Regions from separate parts of the Sus scrofa genome. Here all the other regions are linked to region 2. A link is a contact called in public HiChIP or PLAC-seq data. All regions are on one chromosome and are shown on one strand. Each heading gives the region's core, a stretch centred on a gene start, on an enhancer-like site or on the middle of the called end of the contact. The rest is flanking DNA. Distances are from core to core; before and after follow the strand shown. Region 1 overlaps LOC106506763 (a long non-coding RNA gene). Region 2 overlaps MTPN (myotrophin). Region 3 overlaps SLC13A4 (solute carrier family 13 member 4).

Region 1 (3,574 bases), core at 980-3,479, 320 kb before region 2:
AGATTGCCTGGTTGAAGGCTTCAGAAGTACTTGACAATCAAATTTCCAAGTGAAAGTCTTTCTTCCAGGCTTTTTTGCCTTCAAAACCTAATGCTTAAACGCTGATTCTGATAAGAGGCAGGTATTCTTATTCCACTTCCAAGTGGCCAGTGGAAATAGAGTGCTCTTGGAATGAGATACTTTCCCAAATGTTATACTTTCTATCAAAGGGATTAAAAAAGAAAAAGTGCCCCTCTGCCCTTTTTGAGATAGTAATTGATTTTTCATTCTTAGGCCCAAAGAAAGTATCCTTAACATAAAGTTCATAACCAAGACATGGCTACAACTCTGCTTCTGGAAGTTTCTGAGTGTCCTCACTGGGTATCAGCGTAGGAGTCAATAGAAATAATTACTGCCGTATAGTTGTAGGAAACACTCAGGTTAAAAACAATATCAGCCTCAAAGTGCAAGATGATATAATGGAGTGCCCTACAGCTGTAGCTCATTGATAATTGGGAGGGCATGGATTCATTTACCCTTCGTAGGTGCTTTTGAAGAGCAAGCTTATTTAGTTTTGGAGTAAACTTTTGCTTTGTATAAATATGGATGTCATTGATTTGCGAATTCAGAATTCTTAGCATCTAAGGAGAGTTGCTGAAGCTTTAATCAGAGTTATTCATTAAATTCCTAGCTCTTAAGTAACACAGAAGTTCTCCCACCTCCTCACTGCTATTCGTTGAAAGAAGTGATAGCATCTGTGCCTGGATTCTACCTCTGTCAGATGATTCAGTAGCTCAGTGAACTTGGGCAAGTCTTTCTGTTTGCTTTCAGCCATAGATCTAGCTTTTAACCTGTGCCCCGACATCATGTCCTAATGCTTAAGAGATCAGACTCAGTGGTGAATCTGACTAGGAACCATGAGGTTGTGGCTTCGATCTCTGGCCTCACTCAGTGGGTTAAGGATCCCATGCTGCCATGAGATCAGACTCAAAAATCAGACTCCTGGGTTTGAACCATCTTTTTTTGTTTTGGGTCTTTTTAGGGCTGCGGTACATGGAGGTTCCCAGGCTAGGGGTCGAATTGGAGCTGTAGCTTCCAGTCTACACCATAGCCACAGCAGTGCGGATCCGAGCCAGTCTGTGACCTACTCCACAGCTCACGGAAACACCGGATCCTTAACCCACTGAGCAAGGCCAGGGATTGAACCCTCGTCCTCATGGATACTAGTTGGGTTCATTAACCACTGATCCACTGACGGAAAGTCCTGAACCATCATTTTTAAGCAGTGGGAACTTGGGCAAGTTATTTAAATTCTCTGTGCTTCAGTTTCCACATCCGAAAATGGGAGCCTACTTCATGGTTTTATTGTGAGGATTAAAAATGAGATAATACATTAAAGAACTTAAAACAGTGACAATAAGTTTTTAGGTATTTTTCACTTTCTCTTTTGCAAGATAATTAGTTGAACTCTGATTTAGTTTCTTCTTAGGAATGGGACTAGTTTTCCTCAGAAGGAACGTAATGGGATAGTCACAAGTTACATGTCTCGGAGGGTGCACTGTCACCACCCGTTGGGAACCCTCCAGGGTGTTTCCTACAGTTGTCATTTCTTGGAACACTCTTTGAAAACACTGCACCTGGTAGTGCTGCTTATATATTCTCTTCATTGTTCATCTCTCCTTGGATTAAAATACTTGCCCATTATCCCTATATCGAAACTTATTCCTGTGGTCCTAATGCCTCTTTCCCCTTTCCTTTTATTGCAGTGACTTCCTTAGTTGCAGCATGGTTTAGCCACAGATGTTGTAAGGACACATGTGCAGCTTTTAAAGGGAAACCAGCTATGATGGGCACTGCTTGGGGCTTGTGTAACTGTTTGTTGTACTGTTCCTGAGCTAATGGCATTGCTTTTCTTACCTCTCAGCGTAGCAGCGCTTGGTCCTCTTAATCACCTCCTCTTTAGTCCCTTCTCCCTTGGCTCTTGGATCCTGCATCTAAGTACTTTCCAACATTCTTTCATATTATAACACATGTAGACTTATTTTTATGGAAGAACCTGTGTAGAGTGCAAGTGCCCAGCCCTAGGTGCTGGCTGCTCCAAAGCTCAGGGGAGCAGTATCTTGGTGCACCAGTTGGGAAGTGGCCCTATCTCATCACTCCAGTTTGTACGGGCTGCATATCCCTTCATTTGGTTTCTGGGTGTTTCTCAAGACTCAGTCCTTGACTCTCTGCTCTTCTCTCTAGCTCCCTTAGGGGGTGTGTTCCCTGGCATGCTGCCACCTTCACCTCTTTGCTGACAGCTTTCAAAACTGCAGTGAGTCCTTTCTCTGCTTGCAGTTCTCTGTCATCAGCTGCCTACCGAACGTCTCCTGTCTTCTGTCTGTCTTAGACCCAACACGGAGGGACCCATTACCTCTTCTTTCTCTACCCTGCACCATACACCTAGCTTCTTTCTTTCTCGGCCCTGGCTTTCTCAAATTTGAAATGTTGACATAATCTTTGATTTATTTCTCTCCTTCATGCGCCACATCATTTACCTGCTATGTGTCTGGCACATATATTTACCTGCTGTGTATTTTTGGGCAAGTTACTTAACTGGTCTTTGCCTCATTTCTTTATTATTATTATTAAGATATAGTTGATTTACAGTGTTTCTTCAAGTTCTGTTTACAGCGAAGTGACCCAATCACACACGTTTCCCTGTGCTGTGCACAATAGAGCCCCATTGCCCATCCATTCCAAATATACCAGTTTGTATCCAAAAAAACCCCCCAAATGCCCATCCATCCTACTCCCCCCCCGCCCCGGAACCCCAAGTCTGCTCTCCTTGGCTATGATCTATTTCGGTTTTTTTAGATATAATCATCTCTTCCATATTTTAGATTCCACAAATAAGTGATATCCTATGGTATTTGTCTTTCTCTTTCTGACTTAGTATGAGAATCTCTAGTTCCACCCATGCTGCAGATAGCATTAGTTTGTCTTTTTTTATGGCTGAGTAATTTTCCATTGTATGTATCCATGTACCACATCTTCTTAATCCATTCATCTGTTATTGGCTATTTAGGTTGTTTCCATGTCTTGGCTGTTGTGAATAATGCTGTGATGAACATGCGGGTGCATGTATCTTTTTCAGTGAAAGTTTTGTCTGGATATGTACGCAGCACTGGGATTGCTGAATCATACAGGAGTTCTATATTTAGTTTTCTGAGGTGCCTTCAGACTGTTTTCCATTGTGGTTGTACGAATTTACATTCCCACCAGCAGTGAAGGAGGGTACCTTTTCCCCACACCCTCACCAGCATTTGTTATTTGTAGACTTCTTAATGGTGGCCATTCTGACTGGTGTGAGGTGGTACCTCATTGTAGTTTTGATTTGCATTTCTCTAAAAATTAATGGCGTTGAGCATTTTTTTCATATGCCTGTCAGCCATCCCCACCATTCTTATCTTTTACAGGCTACACATCCCTACTTCTTCCACCCATTCTTTATGATTCCAGGTTCATGCCTATCACCCTTGTAAGAATATTCTAGTTTTTGAATTTTTTTTTAAACATAGCATGCTCATTGTAGTCTGATGAGCTGTGGAATAGC
Region 2 (3,219 bases), core at 4-2,503:
TTTCCTTAGAGTTCAATATCTTTTAACCAAAAAGATCATATTTTTGGAACTGCTGATCCCCACACTACATTTTATATTTAGTCATGTATTTTAATTGTATTAGATCTCAAACACTTGAAGGGAAAGAAATGAAATTTAACTTCTTAAGACAACCTAGTTTTCTAACTTCAGTGTTATGCTGGAGTGAGCAAACTATGACCCATGGGCCAAACCCAGCCTGCTGCCTATTTTGGTAATTAAAGTTTTATTGGAACAGTGATGTGCTCAATTGTTTATCTATCATCTATGGCTGCTTTTGAACAATAGCAGAGATGAACAGTTGTTAGAGAGACTGTATAGCTTATAAAGCCTAAGTGATAGGGGCGCCTTGATGTCCTAAGCCTCCTCTTATGAAAGGATCTATATAAAAATAACACTAATAGCAAATATTTACTCTATAGGACCATGTTAGACAGCGCTTTGTTAAATTTTACATTAACTCTTTTAAAACCTGGGTAAAATTTCTGGATAAAATTTCTGGATTAAAACATATGGGTATTATTATAATCCCTATTTTCAGGTGAGAAAGCTGTGGTCTGATAAAATCAAATAGCTTGGTCAAAGTTATTAAGTGGCAGGAATGGGAGTCAAACTCGGGTGTACCAGAACAAAAGTATAATCCTTCTTCTTCAGAGGGCTTTAAAATAACAATAAGGCTTTTTTCTAGGGACTTAGTTTGAGGCTAGAAAACTTTCAGTTTTATTTGTTCAATGGTCCACATGTTTTTATTGTCACAAGTAATGCAACATTAAGTATAGGTTTTAATAATCCACTAATACCAATGAAAGAACAATGATGATTCTTACTTTTCACAAGGAAATGAGACTTTTACTGAGACTGTGCGGTCTAAAAAATTTTTTTTAAACAATTTAAGTTATATTAAGATTAAATGTCATTTTAAGGCAATTATTAATACACATTTAAATATCCAAGTAAAGGGAATATTAAGACTTATTTAGATTTTACTGTTTTCCTCAGTGTATAATAATATTTTTACATGCCTGTGTTCAAAGCACTTTTCATATATGCAATCCTATTTTTTTAACTGAAGTAAAATGACCTACACCACTATGTTAGTTCCAGATGGATAACACAGTGATTTGACATTTCTATAGATTTCAAAATGATCACAATAAATCTAGTTACCAACTGTCACCATACAAAGTTATTACAATATTACTGATGATACTCCCCACACTGTACATTTCATTCCTGTGACTCATTTATTTTGTAACTGGAAGTTTGTAACTCTTAGTCTCTTACTTCACTCATCCCTCCCATCATCCTTCCCTTTGGCAACCACCTGTTTGTTCTCAGTATCTATACATCTGTATCGGTTTCGTTTGTTCAATTATTTTGGTCTTTCAGATTCCACATATAGGTGGAATCATACAGTATTTGTCTTTCTCTGACTTATTTTACTTATTAGCATACCCTCCCACGTAGCAAATGGCACGATTTCATTCTCTTTTATGGCTAAGTAATATTCCACTGTGTATAAACATACCACATCTTCTTTATCCTTTCACCTATTCATGGACACTTAAGTTGCTTCCATATCTTGGCTACTGTAAATAATACTGCAATGAAATTAAGAATTTAAAAATTCTTTTTTTTTTTTTGTCTTTTTGTTATTTCTTGGGCCGCTCCTGCGGCACATGGAGGTTCCCAGGCTAGGGGTCGAATCGGAGCTGTAGCGTCCGGCCTACGCCAGAGCCACAGCAACATGGGATCTGAGCCACGTCTGCAACCTACACCACAGCTCACAGCAACGCCAGATCTTAAAAATTCTTAATTAAAATTCTAAAATGATGGCTCTGAGAGGTTACAAGTTTAAGTTGGTTTTATATTTATACAATTGCTGTCACTATTACTGTATCACAACTACTGCAGTAGTGTGAAAAAGGACAATTCACTGATTTTAAAACAAAGAGTTTGAAAACTGTGAGCCATTTTTAAGTGAGGAAATGAAGGAACATCATTTATACTAAGAACATCTGTTTCAAAGATGTACATGATAAAACAACTTTGAAAATAACAAAAAAAGGGCTAGTTCCTAGATACCAACTCAATTCAAATTGAACTATAAGAGACAATGTGATAAACACTGGGAATACGAAGGTAATTTCTAATCTCAAAAAATTCATAGTCCAAGGGAGACAGGCAGGTATAAATTAATATGGGGGTTCTTAACTGCAAGCAACAGAAACCAATTCAAACTGATCAACAGAAATGTAATGCACTAAACAGTTATTAAAAGTAGCTCTCAGAATTGCTATTAAGTTTGAAGAACAACACTCAGTAGATGGGCAGGAACCAAGGAGGCTTAAAGGCAAGAAATAAAATCAAAACCTGTGACATGAACCACCTGGGCATAGAAGAGATGCCACCATGGGCACACCACTAATTCTCTTTTTGGAAACTGGATGATTTATTGCTGCACTACATCATTTACTGTTCTGAGTTTCAGCTCCAGATAAAAGCATCCAATTAGCCATGTTTGGAGTATGAGCCCATTTCCTAAGTTTGGTCAGGGGAAAGCAATTTATTTGTGCTTTTTGGCTTTTGTGTAGTGGGAGTCAAGCCCTGCATTTCACCAAGAATCATACTACATACAGCAGAGAATTCCTCAAACACAGGTAGGGGCTTCAAAGGCTGGGAAGTCCCACCTCCAAGAAAGCAAATGCCCCATCTACAAACACTGTGTCTTAAATCAAAATCTGCAGAAATATTTTCAGAGGGCAGACTCAGTTCTCAATTTTAGAGGCACTATTCAAGTACCTAAATAGTAACAAATGATACACTCCCATACATTCACCTTTCTTTTTTTAACCAGTCATTAAGGTAAAACTTTTCTTTAACATTTAAAATTTAAAGACATATTGCACAGAATAAGACTTGAGCTTCTTAAGCCACTCAGTTTTTCAAATTCAAGTCTAAGGACTTGCCGGTCAAATCAGGAGCACATAGCTCTCAGGTTTAGGAAACTTCATGCAGATACAATAAGAAAGCTCTGTATTAGAGACCACGTTGGCATAAACAAGGTATTAACTCTGCACAGTCAGGGAAAATGCTTTGCTGAACAAAAACTTTAAAAATAAGCAGAAATTTACCAATCGGATGGGGTGGGGCAAAAAAGAATACTCCAATAAAGGTAAGAACTAGTACAAAGTAATTCAT
Region 3 (3,519 bases), core at 70-2,569, 260 kb before region 2:
TCTGTCTCTCTGGCCACAAGCATTTATCGAGCACCTACTCAACATGGGCTCAACGTTTACCATGAGATTCCAAAGACCCAGGAGGCCTGATTCCTGCCCTTTTGTGCTTATTGTCTAAGTGGACAATCAGAAGACTGAGAACGATTAACAGCAGTCTTGCTGACTGTGCCCCGTCATACGGTTGCTAAAGGGTTTCAGGCTGAAGGAACAATTGGATGTGGTTAATTAAAAGGCTTCATGAAAGAGGCAGTTTGAGGGAGAGGAGAGTCATGGATGGATGGAAAGGAGCTCAGGATCCAGCAGAGCAGGCACCAAGGCTTAATGTTAAGGAGTGGTTCGGAGGGTGAGAGAAGCCCCTCCTCCAGTGCTTTGTGAAATCTCCCTTCACCGGCCCAGCAGGGACCGAGCAGGGGGCTGGCCACGAGTGGTCTAACCTCGTTGGATCGGAGGACTCCGAAGAACGGGTAGAGGAAGGCAGGCACCAGGGCTGCAGCTCCAAGAGGCACCGCCTCGGACACCCAGTACACAGCAGTCACGATCAACACATAAGCACACGCAGCCTCCTGGAAGGGGAAGAAAGTGGGCAGTTAGTCACAGGAACAGCCACTGCCCCTGAGAATCCAAAGGAGACCCAGGGCAGAGGTACCTGGACTCAGACATGGGCACTGGGTCACAGTCCTGGAAGGTGCAAAGCTGTATTAGGCAGAGGAGTTTGGTGGGTGAAGTTATGGCAGCTCCTTGGGTGGATTGATGCCTGGCACGTGGTTTGCATTGGTTTGCAACAGGGTGGCCACAGGACTGTTACGCTATCATTGCCCCACTGGTTCCTGAAACTGAGCAGGGCAGGGACTGAAATTAATTGCAATGTCCAGACCCAAGATCATGTACTATACAGGCGATGATCACAGCTTTGACTTGGTCGAAATAGAATATTTTGGTTTCAAGTTGATTAGACACTAGGTTCTTAGGATAGCTAAAGGTAGGGATTAAATTGTGTAATTGGCAGCTCCTGTCATGGCTCAGCCATTAATGAACCCGACTAGTATCCATGAGGATGTGGGTTCGATCCCTGGCCTCGCTCAGTGGATTAAGGATCTGGTGTTCTCATGAGCTGTGGTGTAGAATGCAGATGTGGCTTGGATCCGGCACTGCTGTGGCTATGGTGTAGGCCAGCAGCTGCAGCTCTGATTCGACCCCTAGCCTGGGAACCTCCCTATGCTGTGGGTGTGGCCCTGAAAATACAAAAAAAAAAAAAAATTGTGTAATTGGTTGACATATGGGTTCTGAAATTGGCTCATTTGGGGCTGGATCATTCTCTGTGTGTGTGTGTGTGTGTGTGCTGTGCTGTGCATTATGAAATGTTTAGCAGCACCCCTGGCTTCTACCCACTAGATGTCAGTAGTACCTCCCCAATTGTGACAACTAACACTGTTTCTAGACTTTGCTAAATGTCCGGGGGTGGGGAGGGGAGGGATTATCGGTGGTTGAAAACCAGCGCCCTAACCAGTGTCTAGGACTTCACCCCACGTGCTCGATGCACATGGGAACATCTTTCTGACAAAGGGAGTAAAGAGCACCATCCACCTGGAAGGGAAGTCCTGGACCTTCCCCAGAGTCTTCCCTTTGCTGGTTGTGTAACATTGGGGTGCACACAATAAATAAGTACAACATTCTTTTAAAAAAAATCAGTCCTTAACCTTATCCCCCAGTAATGCTGGTTAACCGTTAATCAGCATCTGGAATGGTGCTGATTAGCACTGATGAGAAGGGTCACTGGCTTACTCTCGGGAGAGGTCACTGTCCAAAGGGCTTGAACACTGGATTCTGGAGGGCCGCTGTGCAGAAGATCCAAGCTGCCTGTGGATTCCTCCCTTTATACCTACTTCTAAACCATCTGGGCTCAGGTCTGACCTGCCTGGAGGCTGGCTGGTGATCAAGGAACCTGACAGATCTAGTTCTGTTTATCTCTCCCTTGGGTTCGGAACACGCGTCCTCAGACTCTTAGACAAAAGTTTCAAAAGGTCACCGAGATCAGTGAGGGGCGTCAGGAGGGATTAACCCAGCCTGGCAGGATGGGACCTTGCTCCCTCCTGATATGCATGGATTATGGGGTTGGGGGTTGAGAAATGGGAACTGGGCCCAACAATTGTTGACTGTGGCTCCCACTGAGATTTCCTCTGGGGCCAAAAGATCAGAGAGAAGTTAAAACTTTTGGAAGTGCTGATAAGACAACAGAAGCAATAGTGGGGGGTGTGTGTGGGGGAAATAAAAAGCCTCCATTTGGAAAAGAATGCAATTTAGAGAAATGTTCCCTTTATCGCAGAAATAAAAATACCTAAAGAAGCCCTAAGCACTTAGCCCACTTGAGCTCACTTTTCCCCATCTCCTTCCTGGGAAAGAGACAGAACAGGGGTGGGGGGTGGGAGTCTTGATTCCAGTTGAACAAAATGAGATAGAATGTCTTTCCCTCATTGAGAAGTCCTGTGCCTTCCTGAGAGCCTTCAGCCTTTCTTGGCTTGGGCATCACAGGTCCAGGAGTGGAGGGAGGGGAGTGGGGCAAGAGAGAGGGAGAGGGAGAGGGAGAGAGGGAGAGGGAGAGAAAGGGAACGATTTCCTGCTACTGTGCACCATTTTGGTTTGAATTAGGAGAATTTGGGTTAAGTCAGGGTAAACTTTGTTTTGTTTTGTTTTTTCTAGGGCCATACCTGAGGGATGCGTCTACGACCTACACCACAGCTCATGGCAACGCTGGATCCTTAACCCACTGAGCAAGGCCAGGGATCAAACTCGCATCCTCATGGATACTAGTTGGATCCATTTCCACTGCACTACAATGGGAACTCCCTTTTGCTCCTTTTCAACCTTCTCAAAATTCGGTAGGTAAGCTTATATTCACATAACTCAGGATATTCTGTGAAGTTTGATTGCAGGGATGCTGTCCCCCCCGCGTCTGGCTGGGGTCTGGCAGAGAGCTCAGTCAAAGCTGCCTGAACTGCGCTGGGCCCGTCTGCTGGCTACCAGGTCTCTGTTATCTACTGGAGAAAATCTTCTGGAGACCCCCGGCCCCTTATCACTGCCACTGGTCTGCAGGTGTGTGGGGCTGGTGTGTATTCAGGCCTTGAAGGGATAATGTTGTCATTTCTTCTTTTTTGCTCCCGTTTACAAATAAAGGAGTGAATTCAAAGTGGCATTTCCCCAGACGGCCTATTTCCTGACTCTGCTGCTAACTAATGTTTGCATCTGCTCCTTCCTTTCCCCACAGTCGGATCACCTTGATGAAATCCCCTCAGACTTACTGGGAAGGAGCTGGAGGTTTGTTTATTTGGTGCTGTAAATGATAGAAGGGCTTCTTAAAATTTGGCTTGGGAAGTTCCCATTGTGGCTCCGCAGTAATGAACCCAACTAATATCCACGAGGAAGTGGGTTTGATCCCTGGCCTTGCTCAGTGGATTAAAGATCTGGCGTTGCCATGAGCTTCAGTGTAGATCACAGCCATGACTTGGATATGGTGTTGCTGTG

What was found. HiChIP or PLAC-seq counts read pairs in DNA pulled down with a chosen protein or histone mark.
Region 1: an H3K27ac HiChIP or PLAC-seq map of alveolar macrophages shows a contact between it and region 2. The contact joins two enhancer-like sites. A contact is called at or near these places in 5 of 47 Hi-C or Micro-C datasets (adipocytes, heart right ventricle, liver and 1 more) and 1 of 2 datasets of contacts at active chromatin or transcription factors (alveolar macrophages).
Region 3: a contact with region 2 is called in an H3K27ac HiChIP or PLAC-seq map of alveolar macrophages. The contact joins two enhancer-like sites. A contact is called at or near these places in 1 of 47 Hi-C or Micro-C datasets (liver) and 2 of 2 datasets of contacts at active chromatin or transcription factors (alveolar macrophages and skeletal muscle).

What each region holds. Positions count from the first base shown.
Region 1 is chr18:13,661,301-13,664,874 of Sscrofa11.1, reverse strand. The region is part of intron 1 of LOC106506763 (a long non-coding RNA gene); the gene reads left to right. Among named protein-coding and RNA genes, the nearest start is that of SLC13A4, 69 kb to the right of the region's middle. Within about 2 kb of position 2,229, at least 8 of the 83 cell types and tissues checked have an H3K27ac peak or open chromatin away from gene starts, as enhancers often do. A contact at or near this core is called in alveolar macrophages, where this site is marked.
Region 2 is chr18:13,340,730-13,343,948 of Sscrofa11.1, reverse strand. The region is part of intron 1 of MTPN (myotrophin); the gene reads right to left. Among named protein-coding and RNA genes, the nearest start is that of MTPN, 12 kb to the right of the region's middle. Within about 2 kb of position 1,253, at least 1 of the 83 cell types and tissues checked has an H3K27ac peak or open chromatin away from gene starts, as enhancers often do. A contact at or near this core is called in alveolar macrophages, where this site is marked.
Region 3 is chr18:13,597,596-13,601,114 of Sscrofa11.1, reverse strand. It overlaps SLC13A4 (solute carrier family 13 member 4), which reads right to left. Exons shown (of 16, transcript XM_003134643.4): 2 at 435-563. It overlaps LOC106506763 (a long non-coding RNA gene), which reads left to right. Exons shown (of 11, transcript XR_001302304.2): 7 at 1-2,876; 8 at 3,263-3,312. Among named protein-coding and RNA genes, the nearest start is that of SLC13A4, 5.6 kb to the right of the region's middle. Within about 2 kb of position 1,319, at least 8 of the 83 cell types and tissues checked have an H3K27ac peak or open chromatin away from gene starts, as enhancers often do. A contact at or near this core is called in alveolar macrophages, where this site is marked.